2 separate regions of the Xenopus laevis genome follow, and region 1 is linked to region 2. A link is a contact called in public Hi-C data. All regions are on one chromosome and are shown on one strand. Each heading gives the region's core, a stretch centred on a gene start, on an enhancer-like site or on the middle of the called end of the contact. The rest is flanking DNA. Distances are from core to core; before and after follow the strand shown. Region 1 has its middle 81 kb from the start of LOC108715309. Region 2 overlaps LOC108715307 (cGMP-inhibited 3',5'-cyclic phosphodiesterase B).

What was found. Hi-C and Micro-C count contacts between places; a contact is called where the count stands out from the background.
Region 1: a contact with region 2 is called in a Hi-C map of the XL177 cell line, with 3 times the contacts expected there. The contact joins two enhancer-like sites.

What each region holds. Positions count from the first base shown.
Region 1 is chr4S:22,135,855-22,139,896 of Xenopus_laevis_v10.1, forward strand. No RefSeq gene overlaps it. Among protein-coding and RNA genes, the nearest start is that of LOC108715309, 81 kb to the left of the region's middle. Within about 2 kb of position 2,752, at least 1 of the 7 cell types and tissues checked has an H3K27ac peak or open chromatin away from gene starts, as enhancers often do.
Region 2 is chr4S:22,000,513-22,004,658 of Xenopus_laevis_v10.1, forward strand. LOC108715307 (cGMP-inhibited 3',5'-cyclic phosphodiesterase B) reads left to right here. Exons shown (of 16, transcript XM_018260361.2): 6 at 1-189; 7 at 270-358; 8 at 479-618; 9 at 713-850; 10 at 2,831-2,942; 11 at 3,108-3,206. Among protein-coding and RNA genes, the nearest start is that of cyp2r1.S, 30 kb to the right of the region's middle. Within about 2 kb of position 2,084, at least 1 of the 7 cell types and tissues checked has an H3K27ac peak or open chromatin away from gene starts, as enhancers often do.

The DNA.
Region 1 (4,042 bases), core at 1,502-4,001, 140 kb after region 2:
TGGACTTTGTCTTTTTTCAACCCAATTTAATTATGTAACTATGTTGGTGTGGAGGAAAGGAGATATCATCAGCATAAAAAGGGGTTGTTTACCTTAAGGGCAGTCAGGTTATGGAATCCCCTGCCAAGAGAGAGGGGATGAATGATTCATTGGTGGGAAGGAAATGTGATATCACAATCAGTATAGAAAGGGGTTCTTTACCTTAAGGCCAGTCAGTTTATGGGATTCCCTACTAAGAGAGGGGGATGAGTGATTCATCGGTGGGGAGGAAAGGAGATATCACATCAGCATGGAAAAGGGTTCTTAACTGTAAGGACAGTCAGGTTATGGGATTCCCTACCAAGAGAGGGGGTCGGAGTGATTCATTGATGGGGAGGAAAGGAGATATCAACATCAGCATAGGAAAGGTTTCTTTACTGTAAGGGCAGTCAGATTATGGGATTCCCTACCAAGAGAGGGGAATGAGCAATTCATTGGTGGGGAGGAAAGGAGATCTCACCATCAGCATAGGAAGGGTTTTTTTTTACTGTTAGGGCAGTCAGGTTATAGGATTTCCTACCAAGAGAGGTGAATAAATGATTTATTGGTGGGGAGGAAAGGAGATCTCATCATCAGCATAGGAAGAGGTTATGGGATTCCCAGAGGTTATGAATGTTTTTTAATATAATTGGCCACCAGGGGGGCACTGTTGCATTATAGTCTATGGAATACACTGCGTTTCTTCCCAACGTCCCCCGTTGATTATTAACCACTTCTGGGCCGTGTCTCTGAAGCTTTTCCATTGCGAAGACGAGAGACTGGGGAGTCAGAATGCACAAAATAGTGTAAGTGTAAGTTAAGAGTTTGGAGTCAGGGGGGACCAGTTCCTACTTGTAACTCAGATCAGACACACTTTGGCTCAGGAAAGATAATGAAATCCTCAATCTCCGTATCTCCCGGGGAGCCGCACACGCTCTAATTACACGTCTGTAATTGGAAACATTTATGGGAACCAGCGCAATCACAGTTCTGTATCTTTGCATGTGAAATTTGATATTTATATTGATGTATGCCTGCCGTCATCAGCTGAGAGATGCGCCTGAACTGTAATCACTCTTCCTCACGCATCTGTTTAGGGTGATACCTTGTGGAATTGGGGGGTCTCAGATCCTTAGCCTAAATACTGTTTTTGTTTGTATCAAGTGCTAAGTGAGTTGCTCCAACACTCTCTGCTTTGTCAGGAGTCACAAAACATAGTTCCACCTTATAAACATTCCTTGTGCCCACACTTTCTATCCACATTCCCTATATACTGCATTAGTATTATTATTATTATTAATATGTATTTATATAGCGCCAACATATTGCGTAGCACTGTAAAGTAAATGTGATTATACAACTAAATCACATGAATTATATACATAGAACATATGGAGTTACATACATCACAATCAATACAGGTACAAAAAGGTGAGGAAGGCCCTATGCATAGGCATACACTATAAAGGGAGGGGAGTAATACACAAGGTGTGGGAGTGGGCAAGATCGAATTAAGTGGGTGAGAAATGTGGTACTGTTTGTGGTGTTGCGTTTGGTAGTTAAGCAGAATGAGGGTAGGCTTCTCGAAAGAAGTGCGTTTTAAGAGATTTCTTGAAAGCAGAAAGGTTGGGAGAAAGTCGGACAGACCGTGGGAGAGAGTTCCAGAGGAGGGGTGCAGCCCTTGCAAAGTCTTGAATGCGAGAGCATGTGAGGAGGTAATGAGAGAAGAGTTTAGTAGCAGGTCAGTAGAGGAGCGTAGTAAGCGGTTCGGTGAGTATATAGAGATGGGTTCAGAGATGTAGGGTGGGGCAGAGTTATGAAGTGCTTTGAAAGTCAGTGTCATTAGCATCCCTATACTGTATATTAGGTACCTATCTAGTGCTACCAATCCCTATTTCTGCAGGGCAGGACTGTCCAACTGGCGGCCCGTGGCCCCTCCTTGTGTGGCCCTCCACATGAAATTCTACCTGCTGTTGTTTGCTTACCGTGTGTAAACTTTAATAGGTATCACAACAGTCCTTACCTGACCGATGCATTGTTTAAACCTCAAATTCACACTGTAATCCTCTGTATTGTTCACACTTGTGACACCTCTATTGTCCACATCCTAAAGCCCTGTACTGTTCACACCTGAGACCCAGACTGAAACTGCCCACATTGTTCCCATGTTCACACTTTATACAAAATGCTAATGGAGCACCAGCTCTGTGTCACTGTATGTAGTACATATTAGACTGGTCCTGATAGGTTTCCCTGTCTCCTGCTCTGTTCTGCCCTATGCTCTCTGTGTGTGCCATACTCTGCCTGCCCTATTGTCCTTTTGTGTGCCATACTCTGTCTATGTGTGCCATACTCTGCCAGTCTGCCCCATGCTCCCTGGGTGTGCCAAACTCTGCCTGTGAAACATAAGCCTGGTATTTGTTCTGGGGGTTTGTAGGCATTTGAAAATTATTGTTAGGGGCCCCTAAGGTGTTTAATCATGTGCTGGGGGGTACCGTGTTATTAACAGGGGAGGAGGAGGTATATGGATTTAAGGGTATGTCTTAATATGACAACTTTGCATTTAGATTTAAACTCTGAGCCATTGGAGTTTGGATCTGTGGAACAACTGTCAGCTGCTGGGGGACCTTCACAGACAGTGAGTATGGAGGACTCCCCAGCTGGATCACACAGCCATTGCTGTGTAGTGGAAGCCCAGGCAGGGGAGGACAACATGGAGCAGCGTGCAGCATCTACATACGACAGTTCTGTCGCGTCGGATCAATGCTGCAACTTCAAACAATGCATTCACTTCCGTCGCATGCGATTTGTCACCGGCGCTTTGTCACCGGCGCTTTGTCGCGGTGTGTTGGATCGTGCTGAAAACGTCCGTGTAGTCCTACCCTAAGCTTTACATCTAACAGCCAGACTATTCAAGCCACTTGTGATGTTGTGCCAGAAACTCCCCATGATGTTTGTGCAGCAAGGGAAAGTTAATTTGGGGAGAGAAAAGCATTGTTGCTGCTGCTGAGCTTTCACTTACTTGGAAGGCTAAACCTCAGGATTCAGCAGGTAATAAGTTATCTGCACCCAGTCCTGCAATTAACCCTGTATCTCAGAATCTCAGTTTTCCTGGGAATCAGCTTCTGACTCAGGTGCATCTGCAACTCTTGTGGTACGTGCAAAATAGCACCCAAAGTCCCCTACTGCAGAGAGCCCCCTGGTCAGTGGCGTTTCTGCCATGAGGCAAGGTGAGTACCTTGCCTCAGGCGCAGCTCCCCAGAAGTGCAATATTTCACACTCTGCGCTAGCAATGCGCCCCTCACCGGACCTCCAATCAGAGATCTTAAGGTAAGCCTGGGGGCGGCATTTTGAACGCTGCCTCAGGCCTGAAACGCGCCTGCCCCCAGTGCCCTGTCCTGAGGATATTCCAACTATCATTAAGCAGCTGACACAAGCCTATAGTGACAAAAAGAAGAAAGAGGCAGAAATTGTGCAGCAACAAAAGCTGATCAGAGCTACAAATAAGAACAAAAGAGGAAGGCTTGAGTTGGACATGATCAAACTTAAGAGGGAACTATTTGAGGTGGAAGTGTCCATCGAGAGGTTACTGACTAAAGCAGGACCCTGGAGGGAGCGTTTTGAAAACATGGAGAGATTTGAAAAGATGCAAATCTCTGCAAAAAATGCTGTTGCAGGGGCTTCCACTGAGTCGCATAGGGCGCACAGGGCACTTTCCCACATATTAGTCAGTGCTAGTGAGCGCAGAAGGTCGTGCCTTCCTCCGCTCACAGCAGGGCATGCTACACCGGCACTTCTCTTCTCTGTGGACAGAAGTGTGCGCTTGCAGGTGCTGCTTTTGAAGCGCTCACGGACACAGCTTTAGCGCTGCTCTTATCAGTCAGCCGGGTGACACCTCGGCGCTCAGCTGCCTTTGGAGGGAGAACCGCTTTCTAACGTCTTGCTCCCAGGTAAGTGCGCTGACTTGGTTGCCACGGGAGATCATTCCACATGAGGGCGATCATATGGGTGACTTTACTCAGCC
Region 2 (4,146 bases), core at 834-3,333:
TCCGTCTCTCAGCCCAGTAAATTCCCCCAGCCATGGTTCTGGGTTCAGTCGGGCGCCCATTGAATTCCCCGACACGGCCGATTTCCTCACCAAGCCGAGCATCACTCTCCATAAATCTGTGGGACTTGCGTCCACTTCTCAGGATTTCCAGCCGCATGTCCGGTCCACCACGAGCCATATTTGTACCAGGTAAATGGGGAAAAGTCACTAACACCCCAGGAGAGTAACTTTAACACCATACAAACTGCTGCCCTTTTGTTTTCTCACAGTTGTGGGCGTCCGATTTTGAAGACTCTCTCCAATGTGGAAGTGACAGATACTAGTTCCCAGTCGGCCACAGATCAGGCCGGACGCCAGGGTAAGTACTGGCATTGACTTATGGGGCAGCACTTCCCCATTGTTTCTTAATTCGCTGCTGGTGCTACATTGTTACAGACAGTGGAACTGTCATTAATTCATACCCTTTCTCCCCCAGCAGTTGAAAGCGGCACCAGCCAAAAGGAACCGGGGCATTTAAAGGAGAAGGTGCCGGAGACCCGACTGCAGAAAGACACCAGGAATGTGCCAGAAACCCACGAGCCTTACTCAGAGCCAGGGAGCGCCAACCGGGAATCTGAGGTATCATTAATGTTATTTCCCAACACCTGGGGGTACAGGTAGTGAGGCACATTCCCATCCCCCGTTAAACATTATGGCCCCTTGTGACCCACAGATGAAAGAAGAGTCCCCCCTGGAGCTGATGCTGATCCAAGACCAGGATTCGCTGTTGGACAAATTGGACAATTGGAACTTTCCCATATTTGATCTGGTGGAGCGGACGGGAGGGAAGTCGGGGAGGATCCTCAGCCAGGTACCCCCTCGTGCATTGCTTTTATTATGGGCCCATGTGATTCATATCCCTGATCCACCCCGTTAATGCCCATTACAGTACAAATTCCGCCTATTGCCAACCACCCAAACCCTGCCTAGTCCTATACAAGTCCCACCTCCTCTGTGTCCTGGAAATCTTGACACACACTCTTGTATGTCTGTTGGGGTGCCCCCCATGGGGCTCCTGACTGCAGTACCCATCTGATGGCAGCCCTGGCTTCAAAAGCTTTGTGCTCACTCGGCGCCCCATGTTTCACACCAGTTAGGGGCTGGGTATGGGGCATAAGGAGGTTACACGTACATGTCTCCCCCAACTACATTGTCCCCCATTTTTTGCATATTGCACATACTGGGGTGAATAAGGGCAATGACAGGTGAGCAGCAACAGGTTAGTGATTATGTGGAACCTTGTGATTTGGACCAGTACACGGAATCATTTGTCCCCCCCAATGCGCCCCTAATTCATAGTTCGCCCTTAAACATGACACAAATCAGAGGAGATAAGTGTATTTGGCCTGGAGCCTCCTCCTGTACTCTCTATGCCAGTTGGTTGGTAATGCTCAGAGCCCCCAGTTCTGGCGCTAGAATTATGGGTCTGCAGACAGAGCAACGCATATCGATTGCCTCCGTATTCTCATCAGTGTGACAGCTTTTAGCATGACTAACATTTTTTGGCTCGGCCGCCCTCCAATAAAAGTTTTTTTTTAAAATTCATATCTCTATAAAAGAAGGAGTAATGCAGCCGGGAGCAGATTGCTGCAGGGCCCCTGCCAAAACATATCTCCAAAATTATCCAGTGACTAATCCGAGGTCTTTCCAGGCTGGTGCAGGAAATAGACAAAGCAGAAATAATGGCTCGTTAATTGGAAGGCGCTTGTTAAGATGAAGTGAGATTCCTTTATAAAGATAGATTCCCTGCTGTAGGGGCACTGAGTGCAGTCATTGGCCAGAAGATATTGTTACTTGTGTGCAGCACGGCCCCCTGAATGCATAGGGCCAATCTCAGGAGCAGCGGCTCTAACGCTGCCCATACATGCCCAGATTTGGCGGGACAGTGTGACCCAGTTCATTCCTTATGTCCAAGTGTCAGAACAGGTTGTGGGTCCATTTCAACCAATTGCTTTGCAGGATGCCCCCCCCCCCCAAACCTAGCCATACATGTTCAGATACCTGTGGCATAATGGGAAGGCCAGCGACTACTCTGAATAAAGAGGCACCACTGTGGCCCCACCCACTGCCATTCATTAGTGAAGTTTCTCACTGCGGGGATGGCAGTTTATATGCAGGATTTCCTATTCGCAATCCATGTCGCCTCTCCTACGGTTTCTGTGACAAAGGAGTTAATTAGACTCAACAATGAGTCTTGTTATGACCGCACGGCATCCTGGGGATTTCCTGAGGATAATAAAAGCTGAACTTGCTTTCCTGTATAATGACAAAGTGGAACCATCTGTTACCCCTTCGAAACAATAATATCTCCCACTGTGGCGCCTGTCTCCGCTCTGGAGCAATTCAGGAACTGTATCTTCCTGAGTCTCGGCCTCATTCGGGGGCAGAACTATACACTGTCACCGCTGGGTTTATTGCCCCCCTTACAGAGCAGCGTGTACACTCTGAGCATCCCGAGAGTAGCCTGTCCTGCTCTACTCCATAGCAAGTTCCTTAGGAGACAGGGGGCCGAAATTAATTTGGTGATTTTCCTTAATATCTTGCCAGGAACCAGAAGTGAGAGGGTTAAATATATAATCGTGTCCATTTTGGAAGTTCCTCATTGTACTGCTCACTGGAAGTAGTACTTTACTTCTATAGTACTGCTTATAGGGAGCTCCCCGTAGTAACACTCATAGGTAATTCACAATAACACTGCTCTCTGGAACTTTCCCGTAGTACCGCTCTCGGGAGCATGTTACATTTTCTGACCCACAGTTTTCTCTCTCTCTTTCTCCATCTCCCCCAATAGGTTTCCTATGCTCTATTTCAAGATACGGGTTTATTTGAGATTTTTAAAATCCCTCTGCGAGAATTCCAGAACTTCTTTAGAGCCTTGGAAAGTGGCTACCGGGATATTCCATGTGAGTAATCACTCTCCCTACCCATGGGGGCGCCAAATATTTCACCTGGCACTAAGAGTTATGAGAGTATGAGACAGTGGGCAGCAAAAGACAGTTGGGTGAATTGAACCATAAATATTAATAATGACTGATCTTGTCTCTAAGTGTTTTTCTTCTCTGTCCCAGACCATAATCGTATTCACGCCACAGACGTGCTCCACTCAGTGTGGTACTTAAGCACCCGGCCAATCCCAGGGTTCCAAGACATTCACAGCGATGATACAGGTAACTCACACCTCTGCCTGGTGGGAATCTTAATTATAGATTTCCATTCTGACAGCACTGGCAGCACAGAGCTCACTTTTATGTAGGACTTAAATACATGACTTATTGTATATACAACATTTATATATTTAATCACCAAATGTTCTCTCCTTATTCTGTCCCTACTATCAACCATCACTGTTATCCCTGCTGCTACGATAGGCACCATCTCTCACTACTATACCTGCTATCCCACAGTCACACTCCCTTCCCATAGACTATTATCCCACTGTTACTATAGGCACCATCTCTCCCTACTATACCTGCTATCCCACAGCCACAGTCCCTTCCCAGAGACTATTATCCCACTGTTACTATAGGCACCATCTCTCCCTACTATACCTGCTATCCCACAGTCACACTTCCTTCCCAGAGACTATTATCCCACTGTTACTATAGGCACCATCTCTCCCTACTATACCTGTTATCCCACAGTCACACTCCCTTCCCAGAGACTATTATCCCACTGTTACTATAGGCACCATCTCTCCCTACTATACCTGCTATCCCACAGTCACACTCCCTTCCCAGAGACTATCATCCCACTGTAACTATAGGCACCATCTCTCCCTACTATACCTGCTATCCCACAGCCACAGAGACTCCTCTCAAAGGCTCCTTCCCCTCCCCAGTAGGACCTTGCTCTGGTCCTAAACCTGAGCAGTAATTTTCAGAGCATTTCTTATTTGGTTCCATATTAAGCGAATGATGGGCAAGTGCTGATCTGTTCGGCTCATGTGCCAAGTTGCATCAGTTTCCTCTGCTGGATGAGAAGTTTATTCTCAGTCAGAGTCAGCAACTTTGTGCCTGTGCATTAGGCTAATATTTCTTTACATAATTAGGAAATTAAAACATCTCAAACTAAAAATATCCTGGGTTAAACAATTTAACTTGATTGCTG